Regions from separate parts of the Cricetulus griseus genome. Here region 2 is linked to region 1. Evidence: chromatin contacts called from public Micro-C data. All regions are on one chromosome and are shown on one strand. The core of a region is the stretch at or near the end of the contact, and the rest is flanking DNA. Distances in the headings are between cores, read along the strand shown. Region 1 has its middle 19 kb from the start of Slc2a6. Region 2 overlaps Sardh (sarcosine dehydrogenase, mitochondrial).

Region 1 (4,174 bases), core at 196-2,695:
TCCACAGGGACCCATTAGTGAACATCCTTAACCCCTGGAACCCAGGCTCTGGGAGGCTGGGAACTGATCTGTGAGCTGACACAGTGGGGTAGCCGTAACCCTGAAGTTGGCACTGGGACATAGTGCTTAGCATCACTGGCCCCCACCAGGCTGATCCAGGTCCTGGATAGCCTAGGTTGCAGTACACACACTGCTGAGCATTCCTTGCATATGGCCTCACGGGCGCACTCCACGCTGGTGCCCCCTTTCCACCCGATCTCCTTGCCCCCTTTTGTCTCCTCTGTCCAGTCACAGACCTCACTGTGAGCAGTGTCAGGGGATTAGAAAGCTGGGAATCCTGCCTCCACAGTGAAGGCCAGCCCAGCCTTGCATTTACCAGGCCAGCAGTCTGCATACACAGCTGCCTGGCATTCTCCCTTCGGCCACAGTCTTCCAGCCGTGTGGGTGGTGCCCACATACTTTCCCAGTATCAAAGATGTGCTGGCCACGCTAATACAGCCTGTCATGGAGCTTCCCCATGGAGTTGCTGTCTGGCTTTCTCTGTCTTCTTGAGTCCCCTTCATCTAGATATAGAGAGACAAAAATCACAGGCTACCGTGTACTGGCAAGGAAGAGCCTCGCCCATCAAGGAGGTCCTAGTGTGCTGGGGAGTTGTATGCATGGGGCCTATACCACATGTAACAGAAGGAACTGTGGCCAGCAGGGGGCGCCTCTATGTTGGGCCTGGAGCTCTGCTGCCGCCAGTTCACAGGGCCCACTGAGATGTGTTACTCCCTGGGCTGAGCAGCATTGCTGTGCACCCAGGCGGGAGGGTCCAGTCTCTTCTGCACCTCTCTCTTGCTTCTTTCTTCTCTCTCTAGGTAACACTATGGCAAGGAAGAGCCTTGCCCATCAAGGCTCTCCGTACTGCCCCTTCCAGTCCAGGCTCTTGTCCCTCCTGTTTAGAAGTCTAAACAACATATCTACATTTAACCCTCCAGTCCCTAGGGGCTGGGCCACAGAATGGCTACATGGTGTGGCCTGCAGCTCAGTGGCACTCCAGCTTGAAAATCCATCCCAGCTGTACTTGGAATGTGGGGCTATGTAAAGGACACCCTATCTTCTGGATCTAGATGTAGAAAGCCCCACACACTTGTCTAGGTAACTGATACTCCAGAACTTGTAGGTTCTCAGATGCAGGCTAGCCCCATACCAAGTAGCCTTTTAGAAATGCAGGAGGCACTCTTTTGGGTAGCTAGGGTCCCCAACTCCAAGACCCAGTGCTCCATCTAGTCTGTATGAAGCACCACATGCTTCAGCTTGCTCAAACTGCAGCTCAGGACTGGCATCTGCAGACGCTCTCCGCCCGCCCCCCCCCCATTCCATCCGCAAAGCTGGCTGGCCTGGTGCAGACTTGATGACCTGGAACCAGTTCCTGGCCTCTGGGAAGCCCAGCTGCAGCTGACTTGGCCTTCCCCCCAGCGGGAGCTGAAACCCTTGACTCCTCCAGTCACTGGCCCTGGCCACGCAGCAGCCAAGCCTCTGGGAAGGATTCCTGGGGGGTGGTGGCAGCTGGCTGGCCACTGTACAGGGCACGCATCCCTGCAAGACAGGCCCCCTCCTGGGAACTCCTGTCTGCCCGTCTTGCTCTGGATGACCGGGTGGTCTGGGAGGGGACAGATGTGAAACAAGCGCTCATGGGAGATCACACTGCAGGGACACAGGGTGTTTTAGGGACCACGCTGGAACAGGACTCGGTGTGCACCAGGAAGCCTGTGGTGATCAGAGCAAAGGGCATGAGGCAGTCAGGGCTAAGGTCATTTTTCACTCATCTTGGGCACAACAACCAACTTCCTTGACTTTTAGAAGCCTCCGCTGTGGAATTGGGGTGGCAGTTCAACCCACCAGGATGGGTCATCTCAGAAGTTAGATGGTCCATTTCCTGCGGCGGATTGGGAACAGCAGTGACCAAAGAGACACACATCAGGGACAGCAGGCTGCTATAATGGTCTTTTGTTTATCGGTGTGCCTGTAGTGTTCTGCCACATGTGGGTGACTGAGCAAGTTTCTGAACTCACCCTGAATCATCACTGACTGTATTGCCTGTGAGCTGAAAGGGGGTAGACCTTGAGACCGGAATGACAGAGTAGGGGAAGCTGCCTGTCCTGTTTACTTTCTGTGGATTTGAAACAAAGCTAGAGATACCCGGGAAGGAGGACCTCAACTGAAGAGTTGCCCCCAGTAGATTGGCCTGTGGGCATGTCTGTGGGACATTTTCTTGATATCTAACATGCAGGAGGGCCCAGTCCAGTGTGGGCCTGGGCTGTTTAAGAAAGGTCACTGAGAGAGCCATGGGAAACAAGCCAGTAACAGTATTCTTCTGTGGTCTCTGCTTCAGTTCCCACCTCCAGGTTCCGGCCTTGGCTTCCTTTGATGATGGGCTGTAACCTGTAAGCCAAACAAACCTTTTTCTGCCCCAAGTTGCTTTTGGTCATAGTGTTTGACCCAGCAATAGGAACCAATGAGCATTCTGCCTCTAGGAGGGATCCAGGCTTGAGTGGGCCAGCAGAGAGCTGCAGAGAAGTTCTGGAGCAGGGATCAGAAGTGGAGAGTGCATGGGTGTTCTAGGTATCCTGGTGGCATGGGTGGGAGGGCAGCTTCCTCAAGGCCTGGTTCACAAGCAGAAGAAGGCTGGGCATTGTGGAACATGATTCGGGGACAGCTTGACCGCTTTCTTCAGTTCCCACAGCAAGACTTCTAGCTCCTTCCAAGCCCTCCCTAGCTATCCCCCAGCCACTCTGGGAGAATGCCAGCACCCTGACCCTGCCTCACAGTCAGCCCCAGTTTGGGAAGGCATCAGAGAAAAGCATGCACGTTCCTCTGGTTGAGATAGAACTGTCCTCCCACCACAGACTGGGGGACTGCTTTGTCAACCTGGGATAGGGCCAGGCAAGCCCGAGGACACGCCGTCCCTTGGCCTGGCTTACTGGAGAGGGGCCCATGAAGGGAATGGTGTCTGACCCTGTGTTCCAGGCAGCGCTGGAGCAGTGTACTTGGATGCAGCTGTGCCCAGCTGTTCCCTGAATGACAGTGGGAGAAGTCAATGTCTTCCTCAGCATCTCTGCTGACCAAGGGGTCCCCCACCACAGGTGCCAGGCCCTCTAGGGGACCAATGACTCCTGAGTAATTGGACAGAGGCCAAGGCCTTTTGGCTTTCAGAGTTTGGGGAATGGCACTGGGGGCTCAGAAGTTGTGTTCATAGTTCTGGTGATGGCACCTTTCTCTCAGGCTTACAAAAGTCTGCCATTCCCTGTCTCCACCCTCTAAGGTTACAGCAGAGAAAAAGCACCGTGACCTTCATCCTCCATGCTCACAGAGGAGTCTTCTGGCCAAAGCTTTTCCCTAAGTCTCGCTTGCAGCATCTATCTTCGAAGGCAAGAGGTAAAGTCTCCGGCTGCTCTGCAGATCCCCTCAAGCAAGCCACCCATGGGCTTTGGGTTTCCATCTGGCTGTTTCCCAGGGATCTGGACTCGGTCTCTGGGGACTTAGCAGAGGGGAACCACCTTGAGACTGAGGCTGGGTAGCTAGTGGGTCCCCCTGAACACATAGTGTTCCAACAGCAACTTCTTCTCCAAGAAGCCTTCCATTCAACCCTGCGCCCACCCCCACAATCATGGAAGCAGAGAGAGGAGTGTTGCTGCCTCCTCCAGCTGTACCTCCAGGACCAGGAGTAAGGCTGGCTGAGGAAGAATGACTGAGACAATAGGCTCAACAATCATTCATTTGACACTGGTAGATGGTAATACTGAAGACCTCAGAGTCAGGCTGCCTGGCTTCTAAAGTCTAAATGGACCATTTGCTGGCTTTTAGTGAATTAGACAATGTCTCATGCCTCTGTTTCCTCATCTGTAAACTAAGAGAGAAGATCCTCCAGTCCTGAGAGAAGTTGGAAAAAACAAATTGCGTTTGTGTTTATGTGATAAGTTTATAGAAGAAGAAAACTCAAAATTGAGTAGCTAGGGAGGTTAAGTGTGGATGTGGGAGGAATTATGGCTGTGGTGTGTGTGTTATGTGTGTTGTGTGTGTGGTATGTGTGTATGTGGTATGTGTGTGTGTGTGTAGTGTAGTGTGTTGTGTGTGTGGTATATGTGTATATATATGTGCGTGTGTGTGTGGTGTAATGTGGTATGTGTGT
Region 2 (4,078 bases), core at 1,066-3,565, 190 kb after region 1:
TTGCTGCCCCACTCTACCAAGAGATCATCTGGATTTCAAGCAAGTTTCCTTCCTGAAATAACCCTCACCCCTTTGCCCTGCTGTCCCATTCAAGATACCCTGCTCTTTGGATCCAGCCACCATACTTGCCTGATGTCATAGCTGTACATGTCCTTCTCTGGGCGTCCGTGCACAATCCAATTAGCCAGCTCATGCCCACAGCCACCACCCAGCATCATGCCTGGTGAGATGGGAGTACAGGGCTACAGACTGCTCCCTCCACACCCAATTTTACACCCCTATCTCCATGTCAGCCCCACCCAACCCCTGTTCTCACATCTGGGTGTTGAGGGGCTGCATGCCTTCCAGCAGGACTTCACTCTGCACCACAGGCCTCCCTGTCTCCATACCACTAGGGCCTTCCCATCAGGTGCCCCTCACCTGCACTGTTGAAGCCACAGCCAAGGAAGAATCCACGGAGCTCAGGAGCCTCCCCCATCAGGGGCTTGTGGTCGGGTGTGAAGGATTCTGAAAAGAAGGGAGGCCTAAGACTCCTCCAGGCCCCAGGCCCTTGGGGTAGGGTGCCCTAGCACTGTAGGGATGGGAAAGTGGTCCTTGGATACTCTCCTCTGTTGAAACCTTCCATCCTTATAACCCAAGGTAATACTGTTTCCTCCAGGGAGCCTCCCTGGTTGCCTCTGTCCCTGTTCCCCTAAGCATTTGACCTATGACCTATCAGCTCTACCCCAAGGGCCCAGATTCATCTCAGGAACATTGTCATTGTCCCACCAACAAGGGATCTTCCTCTGACCCAGCATAGTGCTGCAGCTCCCCTCACTGAACCATCTTTCTGTGTTACTGCCTGCTGGATATGGAGGGCAAGAACCAGCCTTGCTAAAGGCCATGTACTTTGGCTTAGCAAAGGCTAGCCAGGTCTGGCATGGTGTGAACTATCACTGCCCAGTGTTTATCACAGGAGAGGAAGCTGTCTGGCTGGGCTCTGCTGTGCTCCAGTCACTCAGCAAAGCAGCCCGGATCTATCCAATCCCAGACTCTTAGCTTAGGCAGGTAGGGAAGTAGCATGCCCATCCTCTCCCCCAGAGGGTGTTTAGAGCCCAACCTGCTGATGGACACTGTCTGAGCTGAGGAGCAGCCAGCCATGGAGCAAGAGGAAGCTTTCAAACAGTAAGAAGTTGCTGGCACATCAGAGGGCAGTGGCAGGAGATACAAGGCCAAGCAACTGAGTACTTGTCCCTCAGATGGACTCCATAGGAAGGCTCATCCCTGGATATCAGTGCCAAAAATGTAAGGCAAAGGCCAGATTTGTAGTGGACCAAAAGAAATGGTCCTGGAATAGCCTGTGAGAAGCTGAAACGGGCTCTCCTGATCTGCCACACCATACACGCTGACCAAATGTGAGCTCAGCATTTCTTTCACGGTTCCACATCAACCCTGTGTGTGTTCTGGAAGGACTTGGCACTTGAGTGAGCATGCTGAGAGTGGGCTCAAGGTCAAGGCAGACTTGATGAGCCAACTGCGTATGGCGCAGATCATGGAGATGCCACACTGAAAAACCAATGGGGAAGGAGAAGAATTTGGTCTGCAAGGCCAACAGCCTTTCACCCTCCTAGGAGAAGGCCTCACAAAGGGGAGGAAGGCCTGCGATGGAGCACTGATGACTCTCTAGGGTCCCATGTCAGGCTGGACTGTATGACTGAGGGTGGGGGCAGTCATCTGGGTAGGACCAGAGTGGCTGGAGAGAATGATGAAAGTCATGTCCAGGTCTAAAAAGATAAGAGAGGGATCCCAAGCAGATTTGTCAGAGCTGGGGATGGAACTTTGGTCAGGAGGGCAGGTGTGGAGTACAGAGTCCCTTAGAGTTTAACATAGGCAAGATTGATAAAGTTAAGAACGGTGGAGCCCCCAGCATCGTGGGTGGAAGGACTTAAATTTGCTCCCCCCACCCCACACCTTGGCTCTGAATTCTCAGCCTAGGTCTATCTATTTGCCCAAGGTCTCTGTCTGGCGCTGGGACATCTCTGAATTCTGGAGCCCAAACCTCTGAGCTGTCTGGCAAGGAGAAAACCTACCTACCCCCGACCCCCATACCCAAACACACCCTCACTGCTAGGAGAACAGACCCAAGCTGTCTTCCCAAGCATTCTTCCCCCAAAATAGGGCCCTATGGAGGAGTGACAGCTTCCAGGTTAATTAGAAAAAGAGAGTCTCTGGGGACATTCATGCCCCTGGGATTCTTCCTGTGTTTCTCACCATCGGTCCCACTCTGGCTGAGCAGGGACGTGAGTCACAGCCCTCGCCCACGTCCCAGATCAGGCATGCTCTCAGCCTGCTCATAGAGGCTAGCAGCTGACTCCATCTGGCCTCCCTGAGACTACACCCGGTGCCACAGTCTTCTTCATCAGTCACACATATGAACACAGACTGAGCCGGCTGCTCTGTAGTCACCAAGCATGCCCTGACAGTCGGGGCTACACTCCCCAGAGGGCCATAGCACCTTCCATTTGGGACCCTTCATCTCTCCTGAGATAACCTGGCCACTTTGCCCCATGGAAGATCCTTGGCTTCCTGGCTTTCTGCTATCCCCTTTCATCCATAAGGCTTTACTACCAGTGCCTGGCTTGGCCCCAGCCTGTGACTTCTCAACTGCATGCCACCTCTGCTGACTGGTATTCTGTCCCTACCTCCCAGGTCACACACTGTGGTGCTCAGGGGCTCCCAGTCATGGACTGCTCAGCCTATGGAGCTGCAGACAGTTTCCTTTTGGGCTACCCTACGTCTTTCTGAGCTTGAGTCTCAAAGCACCTGAGCTAGAAGCAAAGTTTACCCTGTAAAAGCAGGAAACACATCCCTAAGATTCCGCTAAGAATGTCTACCCTGCCATGTGTAGTCAACATCACAGCCCAGCACTGACTGACTCTGTAATAACTGATACTGATCTTCAGGATCTAGAATTACCTAGAAGGTTAGCCTCTCAATTGTGAGGAATCATCTAGATTAGGTTAGCCTCAAGGCATGCTGGTGATAGATTTTCTAGATTAGGCTAATTGAGGTGCTAAAAGTGGGCGGCCCCATCCCTGGGCTTGGGTCCTAGACTGAGCACCTGCATCTGTCTCTCTGCTTCCTGCCTGTGGATTCAGTGTGACCATCTGACTCAAGCTCCCCATCCAGCACTTCTCTGCCATGATGTACTGTACCCTTGAACTGTGAGCCAAAACAAGCCCTTTCTCTTGTCGTGACATTTTGCCACCATAATGGGAAAAGTAACTAAGACAGGCTCCTTCCTCTAGGCAGCCCAGCCTGTGTCTCCCATGCCAGGCTGGGAAACCTTGCCCAAGAATGAGGGCACAGGCCCTAGGTGTGTGGGGCTGCTGGACTATTCCACACTTATCTCCAAGGTGCAGCTGCCTGAATCTCACACTATCAGAGCCAGTCAGAATGTTGACTACACATGGCAGGGTAGACATTCTTAATGGAATCTTAGGGATGTGTTTCCTGCTTTTACAGGGTAAACTTTGCTTCTAGTCAGAATAGACCTACTTTCCAGCATGGCCTCTTTTCTCGGATCCTCCTCGGGCAGCCCTGCACCCTCACTCTGAGATGGAGCCTGGAGTACCCTGTGAACAGTGGATACTCTGTAGATAACCTACAGGGAGAGACTCTGGGAGCTAAACTCACTCTTAGCCTCCTGGAGAACAGCGAGGAGGCAGGGGCTTGGGCCCTGGCCAGGAATTTCTCCATGCACAGCTGATCTCTAACCCTACAGAGTTCTGGATACCCAAAAACAAGGAGTGAAGCCAGTGGTTGGAGACCCTGGCCAGGGAAGTGAGACTTGGGGTGTAAAGCTGGGGGCTCCACTAGGTAATCACTGTGCTAGAGTCACAGTTCACCTTCCTGTCCTCACTCTGCCTCACATGGTGCTGGGACAGGATCCTACATTTCCATTTTACAGATGAAAACCCCATGTTCTGGGGACAAATGGGGTCTAGAGTCTCAGTTTTGGGGTTAGAAGCCCAAGGATACATTGCTGCCCTTGCTAGCCTTTTTTTTTTTCCTAGAGAGGAAATAAAAGCACCTAGCT

Evidence for each region. A called contact is a pair of places that touch in the nucleus more often than the background predicts.
Region 2: a contact with region 1 is called in a Micro-C map of the CHO-K1 cell line, with 3 times the contacts expected there. The contact joins two enhancer-like sites. A contact is called at or near these places in 7 of 8 Hi-C or Micro-C datasets (the CHK-Q cell line, the CHL-YN cell line, the CHO-K1 cell line and 3 more).

The regions. Positions count from the first base shown.
Region 1 is chr6:138,724,261-138,728,434 of CriGri-PICRH-1.0, forward strand. No RefSeq gene overlaps it. Among named protein-coding and RNA genes, the nearest start is that of Slc2a6, 19 kb to the left of the region's middle. Within about 2 kb of position 1,446, at least 2 of the 6 cell types and tissues checked have open chromatin away from gene starts, as enhancers often do. A contact at or near this core is called in the CHO-K1 cell line, where this site is marked.
Region 2 is chr6:138,912,771-138,916,848 of CriGri-PICRH-1.0, forward strand. It overlaps Sardh (sarcosine dehydrogenase, mitochondrial), which reads right to left. Exons shown (of 22, transcript XM_027423018.2): 10 at 421-507; 11 at 130-220. Among named protein-coding and RNA genes, the nearest start is that of Sardh, 17 kb to the right of the region's middle. Within about 2 kb of position 2,316, at least 1 of the 6 cell types and tissues checked has open chromatin away from gene starts, as enhancers often do. A contact at or near this core is called in the CHO-K1 cell line, where this site is marked.